Regions from separate parts of the Sus scrofa genome. Here regions 1 and 3 are each linked to region 2. The links are chromatin contacts, called in public HiChIP or PLAC-seq maps. All regions are on one chromosome and are shown on one strand. Each heading gives the region's core, a stretch centred on a gene start, on an enhancer-like site or on the middle of the called end of the contact. The rest is flanking DNA. Distances are from core to core; before and after follow the strand shown.

What was found. HiChIP or PLAC-seq counts read pairs in DNA pulled down with a chosen protein or histone mark.
Region 1: a contact with region 2 is called in an H3K27ac HiChIP or PLAC-seq map of alveolar macrophages. The contact joins two enhancer-like sites. A contact is called at or near these places in 1 of 47 Hi-C or Micro-C datasets (heart right ventricle) and 1 of 2 datasets of contacts at active chromatin or transcription factors (alveolar macrophages).
Region 3: an H3K27ac HiChIP or PLAC-seq map of alveolar macrophages shows a contact between it and region 2. The contact joins two enhancer-like sites. A contact is called at or near these places in 2 of 47 Hi-C or Micro-C datasets (alveolar macrophages and fibroblasts) and 1 of 2 datasets of contacts at active chromatin or transcription factors (alveolar macrophages).

The regions. Positions count from the first base shown.
Region 1 is chr14:12,218,804-12,222,780 of Sscrofa11.1, reverse strand. It overlaps FBXO16 (F-box only protein 16), which reads left to right. Exons shown (of 9, transcript XM_013982683.2): 9 at 1-3,802. Among named protein-coding and RNA genes, the nearest start is that of ZNF395, 36 kb to the right of the region's middle. Within about 2 kb of position 2,505, at least 5 of the 83 cell types and tissues checked have an H3K27ac peak or open chromatin away from gene starts, as enhancers often do. A contact at or near this core is called in alveolar macrophages, where this site is marked.
Region 2 is chr14:12,592,046-12,595,990 of Sscrofa11.1, reverse strand. INTS9 (integrator complex subunit 9) reads left to right here. Exons shown (of 17, transcript XM_001928998.7): 12 at 1,604-1,775. Among named protein-coding and RNA genes, the nearest start is that of INTS9, 98 kb to the left of the region's middle. Within about 2 kb of position 1,315, at least 1 of the 83 cell types and tissues checked has an H3K27ac peak or open chromatin away from gene starts, as enhancers often do. A contact at or near this core is called in alveolar macrophages, where this site is marked.
Region 3 is chr14:12,165,747-12,169,992 of Sscrofa11.1, reverse strand. The region is part of intron 1 of ZNF395 (zinc finger protein 395); the gene reads left to right. Among named protein-coding and RNA genes, the nearest start is that of ZNF395, 17 kb to the left of the region's middle. Within about 2 kb of position 2,607, at least 17 of the 83 cell types and tissues checked have an H3K27ac peak or open chromatin away from gene starts, as enhancers often do. A contact at or near this core is called in alveolar macrophages, where this site is marked.

The sequences.
Region 1 (3,977 bases), core at 1,256-3,755, 370 kb after region 2:
CCCTTTGGTCAACCCACCTGGAAGTCAGAGAAGCCTGGGAGGTGCAGCTCTGGGGGATGCAGAGGGTAGATGTCAGCCTTTAAGGCCAGGAGCAGGCTGACAGGTGTAGCCAGGAGTGGGCGGGGAGGATAGGATTTGAATGGGACAGTGAAGGATCACCTGCACAGTGGAGGAAACAGGCAATTCCAAAGGAAGGATTATGATGGCTATTAAAACAACATAAGTGGGCTTTAAAGAGGTATTGGAAAACAGAAAATGCTTCTTAGCTGCAAAAGTATTAATCATACATTCAAACTAAACCACCTACTCATGTAACCATTTCCAGGTCCCAGAAGTTACCATTCTAGGATACTTATTTGCATAAGTAGGGCAGAATGATAGAAAAACAAATGTGTTTCTCCATTATGTCATGTCGAACACTTATGTTCTTTTTTTTTTGGCTGCGCCTGTGGCATGCAGAACTTCTTGGGCCAGGGGTCCAACCTTAGCCACAGCAGGAACAACACTGGATCCTTAACCCATTGAGCCACCAGGGAACTCCCAGAGGTATATGTTGCAATGGGCTAGTCTGGAGTTAAGTCTCCAGCCCCTTCTGGAATAAACCAGGGTCACCTGCAACAAGGACATAATCAAGAGAAAGAAGAGCCCATCCAGTATGAGTGGCTTATCTTGTCCTAAGCTGTCTTGAGTTATCTATTCCTGTAAAACAAACCAACCCCCAACTTATTAGCTTACAGCAGTCTGTAATTCTCCTCAAAAATCTGCAGTTAGGGAGGGCTCTGGGGGAGAGCTTATCTCTGATCCACACAGCATCTTCCCCCAACAAAGGGCTGGAAGATCTTCCAAGTTGGGGCATGGCTGGAGAGTTGGTCCTGGGTATCCACTGAGCGCCTCCCCAGGGCTAAAGGCTGGGGGTGTCTGTTCCTCTTCACATGTGCTGGAACATTCTCACTGCCTGGGGGCTGAGTTCTAAGGACAAGTGTTCCCAGAGAGAGCCAGGTGGAAACAGAATCACATTTTTGTCCTAGTCTTGGAAGTCTCATATGTCACTCCCCCATTGCCTGGTGATCACAAAGCTTGTCCAACTTCAAGCAGAGGGGCTGTAGGCTGAGGAGAGTCACAAGGTTCTGAAGAACATGTGGGATGGGGAATATTTCTACATCCATTCTGGAATAGAGTCTCTGCCTTAGGATGGTTCCTGTGTGACCCTTGCCCGTCTTTGGTGATAGTGTAGTCTTGTGAACTAGGTATATCCCCTGTATTAATCTGCTCAGGCTGCCATAACAAAATACCATAGATGGGCTGACTTAAACAGCAGAAATTTATTTTCTCACAGCTCTGTAGGCTGGAAGTCTGAGATCCTGATGTCAGCAGGGCTGGTGTCCTGTGAGAGGTCTCCTTTGGTTGCCTTTTCACTGGGTGCTCATGTGATCTCTCCTTGGTGCCTACGCAGAGGGAGAATAAGAAGGGGAGAAAGATTTCTCTCTGGTATCCCTTCTTATAAGGACACTAATCCTATCAGATCAGGGCCCCACCCTTATCAAGCCATTTAACCTTAATTTCTTCCTTAAAGGCCCCATCTCCAAATACAGACACTCTGGGGGCTAAGACTTTAACACATGAAGAGTTCCCTGGTGGCCTAGTGGTTAAGGACTTTACACTGTAACCACTGTGGCTCAGGTCAATGCTGTGGCTCGGGTTTAATCCCTGGCCTGGGGAACTTCCACATGGCTACAGGCATGGCCAAAGATTTAAATTTTAGAAAAACTACATTTTAACATATAAGTAAAAAAACAAAATACATTTTTTAAAAAAGAGTTTAGCATATGAATTGGGGGGGGGACAGAAACGTTCAGTCCCTAACATCCCCCAAATTGATGTGAATTAGATGACACTTGATAAATTTATATTGATATAAATATAATTCAAGAAAACTTCACTGAACACCTACTATATGCCAATCTCTCTTCTGGACTCTGGGAATATAGGTAGGAGAAGAAACTGTTCCTGCCTTTAATGAGTTTAAAGGTGGGAGTGAGGAGTTGCCGTTGTGGCTCAGCTGGTTAAGAACCCGACTAGAATCCATGAGGACATGGGTTTGATTCCTGGCCTCGCTCAGTGGGTTAAGAATCTGGCATTGCCTGAGCTGTGGTGTAGGTCACAGAAACAGCACAGATCTGGCGTTGCTGTGGCTATGCCTGTGGCATAGGCTGGCGGCTGCCTCTCCTATTCGACCCCTAGCCTGGGCACTTGCATATGTCTCACATGAGGCCCTAAAAAGCAAAAAAAAAAAAAAAAAAAAAAAAGGAAAAACTGGGAGGGAGCCAGAGTGGCCATTACAATACAGTGATGGCTTCAGGGACAGCTTGCTGTGACAGCTCCTGGAAGGGACAAACACACCCTTCCACATGTGCTGTGGAAGTGCCATCCAAGCAGAAACTGAGGAGGAAGGGTATTGAGTGGTAAACAGGGTGTGGGACTGACAAGGGGAAGCACTCAGGATTGAGGAAGAAGATCCGCAGAGGCCTGAGGTGAAACTAGGGTGACCACAGGATCCTGGTTTGCCCAGGGCTGTCCTGGTTTTAGTACTAAAAGTCCCATGTCCAGGAAATGCCTTGGTCACTGGTCTTTATCTGGAACCATAAATAGCCCAGCAGAGCTGGCCCTCAGAGGAGCTTGCGGCAGGGATGGTGGGAGAAGAGCTGGAAAAGTAGGCAGGAGCCCAAACAGGAACCAAGCCACACTCAGGAGTGAAAACTTTCTCTTGGAGGCAGTTGAGCAATCAGTAAGAGATCTTAAGTAGGGAGCGACTTGCTGACACTTGCATTTAGAAAGAGCTCTATCTGCTGGATAATGAAGTGGGACAGTACCAAAGGCCAGTCAGGAAGCCACTGTGGTTTTCCAGGGAACAGATGATGGAGACTTAAAGTAAAATAATGGAGGAGATAAGAGAACCAGAGCATCCAGAATATCTTAAGGAAAAGTAACACACAAAAATACAGATGTGGGAGGTGAGAGCAAAGGAGAAATCAAAGATGACTCCCAGACTTCTGGCTTGGGCCACTGGAAAAAAGTCTCGGGAAGTAATTAAGGTGGTTTGGAAATACCATTCCCAGGGCATCCTCCACAAGAGTACTAACAAAGAAACCCTTCTTCTGCTTCCCACATAACTCTTGTTGACCTAAAATGTCAGTTACTAGGGAGTTCCCTGGTGGTCTAGTGCTTAGGATTTGGCCGCTGGGGTCTGGGTTCGATCACTGGTCGTGAAACTGAGATCCTAGGGCATGCTTCAACCAAAAAAAAAATTAAAGAAATAAAATCAATTATTGTGGGGTGTTCCTGTTATAGCTTAGCAGGTTTAGGACTCAGTGGTGTCTCTGTGAGAATGTGGGTTCGATCCCTGGCTTCACTCAATGGGTTAAGGACCTGGATTTTTTGCAAGCTGCAGCATAGGTCACAGATGTTGCTTGAATCCAGTGGTGCCCTGGCTGTGTCATGGGCCTCAGGTGCAACTCCAACTTGACCCCTGCCCTGGAACTTCCATGTGCTGCAGGTGTGGCTGTAAAAAGAAAAAAGAGGACGTTCTCGTCGTGGCACAGAGGAAACGAATCTGACTAGGAACCATGAGGTTTTGGGTTCAATCCCTAGCCTCGCTCAGTGGGTTAAGGATCTGGTGTTGCCATAAGCTGTGGTGTAGATCACAGACGTGGCTCAGATTTGGCGTTGCTGTGGCTCTGGCATAGGCTGGCGGCTATAGCTCCAATTAGACCCCTAGCCTGGAAACTTCCATGTGCCGAGGGTGTGGCCCTGAAAAAAAAAAAAAATCAGCTATCGTAGGGTTCCTGCTGTGGCACAGTGGGTTAAGAATCCAGCTGTAGGAGTTCCTGTCATAGCTCAGAGGAAACAAATCTGACTAGCATCCATAAGGATGCAGGTTCGATCCCTGGCCTCACTCAGTGGGTTAAGGATCTGGTGTT
Region 2 (3,945 bases), core at 66-2,565:
GCATGTGTGGCTCTAAAAAGTAAAATTAATGAATGAATAAATTAAATTTTTAAAAAAGTAAATTGCAACAAATGTCTTGCTATTTTTTTTTTTTTAATCTTTTGTCTTTTTAGGGCCGCACCCATGGCACATGGAAGTTCCCAGGCTAGGGGTCAAATCAGAGCTGTAGCTACCAGCCTACACCGCAGCCACAGCAACACAGGATCTAAACTGCATCTGCGACCTACACTGTAGCTCACAGCAGCACCATATCCTTAACCCACTGAGCAAGGCCAGGGATAGAACCCACATCTTCCTGGCTACTCATTGGCTTTGTTACCATTGAGCCACGATGGGAACTCTGCTAATTTTTTTACATTTGACTGTTTTCCTATTCTGAGGGACAGGTCTTTCATGAACCAGAATGTCAAGTGGAAGGTTTTGAGGAGTTACTTGCCATCCTCATACTCTCTTACAGTAGCAAAAGGTTTTTGGAAGCTCTGTCATTCCTACCATGAAATTCAGGCTAGAAATGTAATATTAGAAAATTAAATATAGCGAAACATACTTTGTGGTGGGCTTTGCCACTAAAAGTCTCTTTGCCTCTGCCCAAATAGCAATTAGCCGTTCTTTAGAACTTGTTCTTTAAGGGCGTTAACCACATTCTTACCCACATATATGTCACAGATGACTTCTGTTCCCATTACAGTTAGGAAATGGAAAGACCACAGTTGCTTGATCAGGGTTCCTGGAATTCACTTGTCAGTATTAGGGTGTGATGGAGGTGAGAGTCAGTATTATGTGACCGGTGCTCATAAGATATGGTTCTGCTCTTAGAGCTGCTAAAACATTGCTATACAGAATGCCTACCTCATGGCTTCATTGGTTATATGATTTGCACCTTAAATCAGCACAAAGGTAATGCTGGACAGTTAAAGGTAGTGAGTCAGCTGGAAAAGTAGATGCATTTACCCCCCCAACCCCTGCAAAAAAAAATGATGAATTTATCTTAGTTTGCCTAAAAAGTGACTTAAGTTGTGTGCAAAGACCTGCTGCTCTTCTTAGAATCCCATTCATTTCCTTGCCATCTATGGATACAGTAGAACTAGTCTCTTAGTGGGCTACTTGCCCATTTAACTGGGGCAAGTAATGATTTGGTCCAGTCAGTTTATAAAAAGAATGTCAATTTTGGAAGTTCTCACTGAGGTTAGAGAGACCCAGGAATGTCTCTCTGAGGATGTGGATTTGATTCCTGGCCTTGCTCAGTGAGTTAAGGATCTGGCATTGCTGCAAGCTGTGGCATAAGTTGCAAATGCAGCTCAGATCCAGTGTTGCCATAGCTGTGGCATAGGCCAGCAGCTGCAGCTCCAGTCTGACCGCAAGCCAGGAACTTCCATGTACCCCAGCGGTGGCTGTAAAAAAAATTTTTTTAAGTCTCCATTAAGTATGGTATTTGTACCAAAAGGTCGCATCTTTTGAGAAAATCACGTTGGAGGTAAAGAAATTTGGATCTTTGGCAATTCTCTTGTACTTTTAATTTTTTCCACTCACTTTCCCACACTCTGGTTTTCCCTTCCTAGGCAGGCTGACTCTTCATGTGCTTTTTGTACATGTTTTCTTCCAGCTCATCCAGACCAACAAGCTGAAGCACTACCCCAGCATCCACGGAGACTTCAGCAACGACTTCAGACAGCCATGTGTGGTGTTCACAGGACACCCGTCCCTCCGGTTTGGGGATGTGGTCCATTTCATGGAACTCTGGGGAAAATCCAGTCTCAACACCGTCATATTTACAGGTAAATAAACCAACAAACAAGACCCCGCCCTTTCCACTGGGACTGGCCCTGAACACCTGGTAGGATGTACCTATCAGGTAGAAACCCTGGGAGGATTTTGATGGTAAAATGTAAATATGAACACCTCTGTCATAAATACCAAAGGATAAGAAGACCAGAAGGGAAAGGGTAAGAGCCAAGCAAGACGCTCTGTTATTAGATCACTGCACGCTGGACGGAACGTTCACATCTGTTTTTATAGAGAGATTTCTGGTCTAGAACTGCTTTTGATAGGATTTTGTAAGCTGTCTGAGACCTACAGCGATTTAGTAACCAGCCTTGTTTTATCCTTTTGGAACTACTTCCTTTGGTTACAGTTTACTCTGGCTTACAGTTTTTCTTACGGAGATGAATCCCTCAGAATAACACTCATCCTTTAATGAGGGCAAGTTAGGGATTTTACTTAATCACTCTCTTGGTTTGTCAGTTCAAGGTCTTCAGCCTTGGGATTTGAAATTCTCATGAGCAATGAAGTAAAAAACCTTGATCTAGGAGTTCTTTTGTGGCACAGCAAGTGAGGGACCAGGCTCGAGGTGCTGCTGTGGTGTGGGTTTGATCCTGGCCCTGGAACATCCGCGTGTTGCGAGTGCGGCCCAAAAATAAACAAACAGACAAACAAAAAAACACCTTGATGTAAAATCTGTTCCAAGTTACTGTACCCTAAGCCTGGTTACTCATGTCTCTGAGCCCTAGTTTCCTCACTGCTGCAAACTGGAATTGTCGGCACATCTCTCTTTGGGCAGCTTTGTGCATCTAGTGGAACATTGCAGGGAAGCACTGTTTACAGTGCCTGGCACAAAAGGCTGTTGAGAGAGTACCAGTTGCCTTTTTAGAGTTTTTAATTACTCTTGAGATGTGAGTGATGGAGGAGAGTCTGGTTATGCCCAAAGCTTCCTGGCCACCAGAAACACACCCTAACTGACTCATTATGGTGAGGTGGCTTTGGAGAAGTGGGAGACATCCCCAGGGCAGGTTCAAAAGAGCTTCTTATGGGTTTGAGCCTCGTGTTAGGTGATTTTTGAAACAGTTCATTGTCTGAGTTGCGGGCCATCAGGATGCAGTTCTCTACTTGGATATCTTTTTTTGTTTGTTTTGTTTTGTTTTGTTTTTGTCTTGTCTAGGGCTGCACCTGCGGCATATGGAGGTTCCCAGGCTAGGGTCCAATCAGAGCTACGCCAGAGCTCACGGCCACACCGAATCCTTAACCCACTGAGCGAGGTCAAGAATCGAACCCGCAACCTCATGGTTCCTAGTGGGATTCTTTAACCACTGTGCCATGACGGGAGCTCCTCTGCTTGGATATCTTAATGATTCTTATCCAAGAGGCAAGAAGAACGGAGCCAGGATAGGGTAGTGTTTGCTTGTTTTGCGGTTTAGACAGTGTTGTGGTTTTGCATTCAGGCATGATCGTGGAGGGCTCTTATTTTTAATCCGTCATTGTCACTGAGTGGCTATATCTGAGGTCAGCACTGTGTGAGGTTATTTATGTCTAGTAGGGGGACACCATGGCCTGGCCATGAGTGTGGGAACGTTCAGAAGAGCAGCTCCTGGGGAGTCCCCTTTGTGGCGCAGTAGAAACAAATCCGACTAATATCCACGAGGATGCGGGTTCAATCCCTGGCCTCACTCAGTGGGTCAGAGATCCAGTGTGGCTGTTGCTGTGGTGTAGGCCAGCAGCTGGAGCTCCAATTCGACCCCTAGCCTAGGAACTTCCGTATGCCACAAGTGCGGCCCTAAAAAGCAAAAAAAAAAAAAAAAAAAAAAAAAAAAAGAAGAGCAGCTGCTGTGTGCTGCTGTTCACCCTCCCAGGCCCCCTTTTAGCCAAAGGCAGAGGAAGTCAGACCACAAGTCATTGATTTATGATACCCAGGACCTCACCATTGCCAAGTTCAGCCAAGCAGGAAGTTACCTGGAGAAAGTTGTCTATAGTAGGACCAAGGGGGTCTCTCTCCTGTTCTTTTTGAGGAGCTGCAGGCTCTGATGTGACAGTGGGTACAATATTACAGAGGCACAGTAAGAAGTATGACTATAGCATAAACGTCCCTTCAGCCAGCTAAGAAGCAAGGGGCTACGTGATTGTCCATGACATTTATTCCCAGACATTCGCCTGGGTAACGAATTTAAATTTAAA
Region 3 (4,246 bases), core at 1,358-3,857, 430 kb after region 2:
TTTTTTTCTTAAATGTATTCCACAGCCCTTGTTGATGGGAAACTGTGCTGTCTGCTTTCCTCCTCCTCGAGTGAAGTTTTCCCTGTGATCTTCCCATGAGCTTGGCTGGTCACTACCCAGAGCTTGGTGCCTTTTTTTAGGCTCACATTTGCTGACCTTAGCACTGGAGGTGCTTCTTCTCATTCTTTGCTGGGCTCCTCTCTCAGACCTGGGGAATCGAAAGCTCTAGGGAGGGGAGCTAGGTGACTCTTAACAACCAAGGCACTCTTTGAAAAAAAACTGCATCATCTCATCAAAGCCTCGAGGTTTCCTTTGGAGTAGGGGCCAGTGTTTTTCTCACTTTACAGGTGAGGAAACTGAGACACAGAGGAGCAAAGTAGTTTGCCCAAGCTCACAAATTGGGTAGTTAGTGCTCGTTTGCAACCCTGGCTGTTTCCCTGTGCATTCTCTTTGGGATATTTGTAAACGTGTTAAGTAGGGGTAATTGTAGCCCTGGTCCCAGGGAGCCCCATGTGGGATGCTTTGCTGTCATAGTGCCCATTTCATTTCCCCTCCCACACACCAACACGCTAACCTCTCTGTGACTCAGGTTTTCACGAACAAGGAGCCTCATCTTGCCTAGGCTCTAACTTGATACCTGATTTTCCTGTATAATATGGTGGAAAGAGCATAGCTTTTGGAGTTGGATGTGTTTGGACTCACATCTTGGTTCTGTCAGTTTGTCACCCTGTGGCCTTGGGAATGTTACTCAACCTCCTGGAGCCTCAGTCTCCGCATCTGTAAAGTGGAGAAGGTGATGGCACTTATCCCATGGGATTATTGTGAGGGACGCAGTGAGACACAGTCTGTGTGTGACTTGCTCAACCAATGGCTGGCACATTCATCTTTGAGAAATGAAAGCTCTTGGAACATTCATCAAGGACCAGCAGTCTTTCAAAGGCTGTGCATTGCACAGAAGCCTGTGTTTCTCTTGCCCTTTGATTCTGTCACAACTGACAAAGCAGGTAGATGCAATTCAGAGGCTTGGGAACAGCTCACTGCCTTTCCCCTCAAAAAAGAGTGTATTTTTTTTTTTTTTGGTCTTTTTAGGATCACACCTGTGGCATATGGAGGTTCCCAGGCTAGGGGTTGAACCAGAGCTGTAGCCACCAGCTTATGCCACAGCCACAGCAATGCAGGATCCAACCTATACCACAGCTCACGGCAACGCCGGATCCTTAGCCCGCTGAGCAAGGCCAGGGATCAAACCTGTGTCCTCATGGGTACTAGTCAGATTCGTTTCAGCTGAGCCACGACGGGAACTCTCAAAAGAGTCTAGTCTTCTGCTGGCCCTGAACTATGTTCACCCTCCCTGCCTGCCTGACTTGGGGCGGGAGTCCATGTGGTGTCAGCCTCCTGGGTCATCCTGGGGCCAGCCATGGCTGTGACCTACTGTGTGCCAGCATCAGCACTTGAGGGGGCCCTGTGGTCCCTGTGATTGACCCACATTTGTTTTGTCACTCTGGCTGAGAATATCCTCAGCAGTGAGCGTGCTCTCATCCTCCGTCCTTTTCAGGAAAATCATCCGAGAGTGGACGCCCCAGTATCCTGAGCTGGGGCCAGGTTGCCCTTTCATTTGGCCTGTGTCTGTGTCTCTCCGTCACCCTTGAACTCACCCTAAGCCCCAGGAACCTTCAGTTACTGGGGCATGAAGGTTCCCTAACTGGCTTCTGGAGAGAAAGCTCCTGACTTGGTGGCCTGTGCCCTGAGCGAGTGGCCTCCCCAGCTGTGCTCATTTTCCATCATTTTGCCATGTATTTAAACTGCCTTCCTTACGGTATCTAAGAGGCTCTTCATTTAGGCTTTCTGTTTTCTGGGGGAAATGTGTCTGTCTCTTCCCACCCTCTAGTCACTCAGCAGATTTTTTTCCCCCCTTAGATTCATAACACATTTTATTTCAACTTATGTTAGACACTGAAAATTTTAACATGCGCATTCATCTATGAGCTTAATCCTAAAACCCATCTTTTTAAAAATGGGGCTTCAGTGTCAGATTGCTGGATGGATGTTTTTTGCATTTTTCCCAAAAGAAGCAAATTCTGATTCATTCATTTAATTATACAGCACAGATATATGAATGTCGCTCTGGAGCATGTTAAGTGCTTTAATAAACAAGTGCTGGGTGTGGGATGCAGGTGGAGCTCAGTGAGGCCTCACGTTCTTGAAAGGCAGTGTCTGAAGCCGAGGCGCCTTCATTATTTAGTTCATGGCAAGAGCCTGGCACATGTGTTGAATACCAGCAGATTTTTGAAAGCACTAGAGGTCTGGTTCTGTTGTGTCCTTTCCCCCGGGTTTCTGGTGACTCGGTGCTGACCTGTTTTCGGTGTGGGTCTATAGGGTGAATTCGGATCCAGATCCAGGACAGCTGGATCCCGGGATGGACGCGTCAGATTTGGGAGTTTGCTCGCAGAGCCTGGTCGTGCTCCACCTGCGGGAGGTCTGGCAGCAGGCCTTGAATTCCCCTGGTCAGGGCACCAAGACGGATTTTGGCTGGGAGAGGAGTGCAGGGCTGGGACCTATGTGCTGAAAGCGAGGTGCGTGGCCAGGCCGTGTAGAGTCCAGCTTTGGGCTGCAGAGCCGAGCTGACTGGCTGGGCATTGAGCTCAAGCAGGGAGCCCTGGGGCTGGTTCTCTGTGGCCAGCTGGCCTCTACATGGAATATGTTGGGTTTCTCAGTTCCCATCTTGCCGAAATGATGATTTCATTTCATCAGTGGCTCACCCCTGGTCCACTTCTTGATTTCCCATCAGAGTCAGCAATTGTTTTACTGGTTCTGGTTGAATATTCTCTTGCAACCTCAGTTCCCTGATGCCAGTGGATGGTGACCATTAAGCATTCCGAGTGGCCTGCTGTGTCATTTCAGGGTCCAGCGCCAGTCTGGGAACGGACAGGGGTGGGACCACATTTGTTGAGATCCTTCCAGATGCTGGGCACTGAGCCTATTTTTCACAGGTGAGGTGAGAAATGGAGGCTCTGAGGTGGTGGCTCATTGCCGAAGCTCACACAGGTCAAGGTGATGGGTTGCGGGGAGCCCTTTTCTGGGAGAGGCGTTCTGGGCAGTGTGCCCGGGCTTAGCTTCTCTTGCACGTGCTGGTTCCATTTTGAGGAGCTGGTTTTAGTTGCGCAGGTGATCCAGCCCTTTTTTACGCTCAGCCACAGCACTCCTGGGGAATGGGAAGCGTTCCCGTTGGCTCCAGTCCCGGGAGAGCAGAGCAGTCTCCCGGGAGACGTGGTGGCGGGACAGCGTGAGGAGCTGCCCCCATCCTGAAACAGGAAGGCTGACTCAACTGGGGAGTCAGAGTGAAGGGAAAAGTTGTATTCGAAGTTGATCCATGGAAGCCTGGTACTGCCCTTCTGGCCAGACTCCTGCCATCTTGGCTAGTCAGCCATCCTGGTCTTGGAACCAATTCTGGTATCCAGTTCTTATTTCAGTTCCTAAATGTTATTAGCCACTAGAATCACTAGTCATCCCAACAGCACATTTTTTTTTTTTTCCTTCTTTTTATTGCCGCATCTGAGGCATATGGAAGTTCCCAGGCTAGGGGTTGAATCTGAGCTGCAGCTGCCAGCCTAGGCCACAGCCATAGCCACAGCAATGCGGGATCCTTAACCCACTGAGCAAGGCCAGGGATCTAACCCATATCCTTAGGGACACTATGCCGGGTTCTTAACCTGCTGAGGCACAATGGGAACTCCCAGCACGTGATTCTTTTTTTTTTTTTTTTTTTTTTTTTTTTTTGTCTTTTCTGTGGCCGCACCCAGGGCATATGGAGGTTCCCAGGCTTGGGGTCGAAATCCAAGCTGTAGCTGCCAGCCTACGCCAGAGCCACAGCAATGCGGGATCTGAGCCGCGTCTGCAATCTACACCACAGCTCACGGCACCAGCATGTGATTCTTATTTTGTGATTTCTAATTTCCAAGATTCCAGCTTATTTCCCACTGGCTTACGTTTGGCAGTGTTGTAGCTCCCACTTGAGACTTGGATGCCTGAGGGTTATCAGGGCACCTCGGTCCCTTCCCTTCCCTGTTTCTCTTTCTGGATGGATGTCTCTCATTGGCCCTTCTTGTCTGCACGTGCCTGGTCTCCCGTCTATCATTTTGGCTCGCCCACTCCTGGCCGGGCCCCCGGACCAGGTGGCTGCTTTCTTGGGCACCTGTAGACCTGTGTGCTCTGATAATGCACCCTGGGAGAGGGCTGCTGCCTTTAT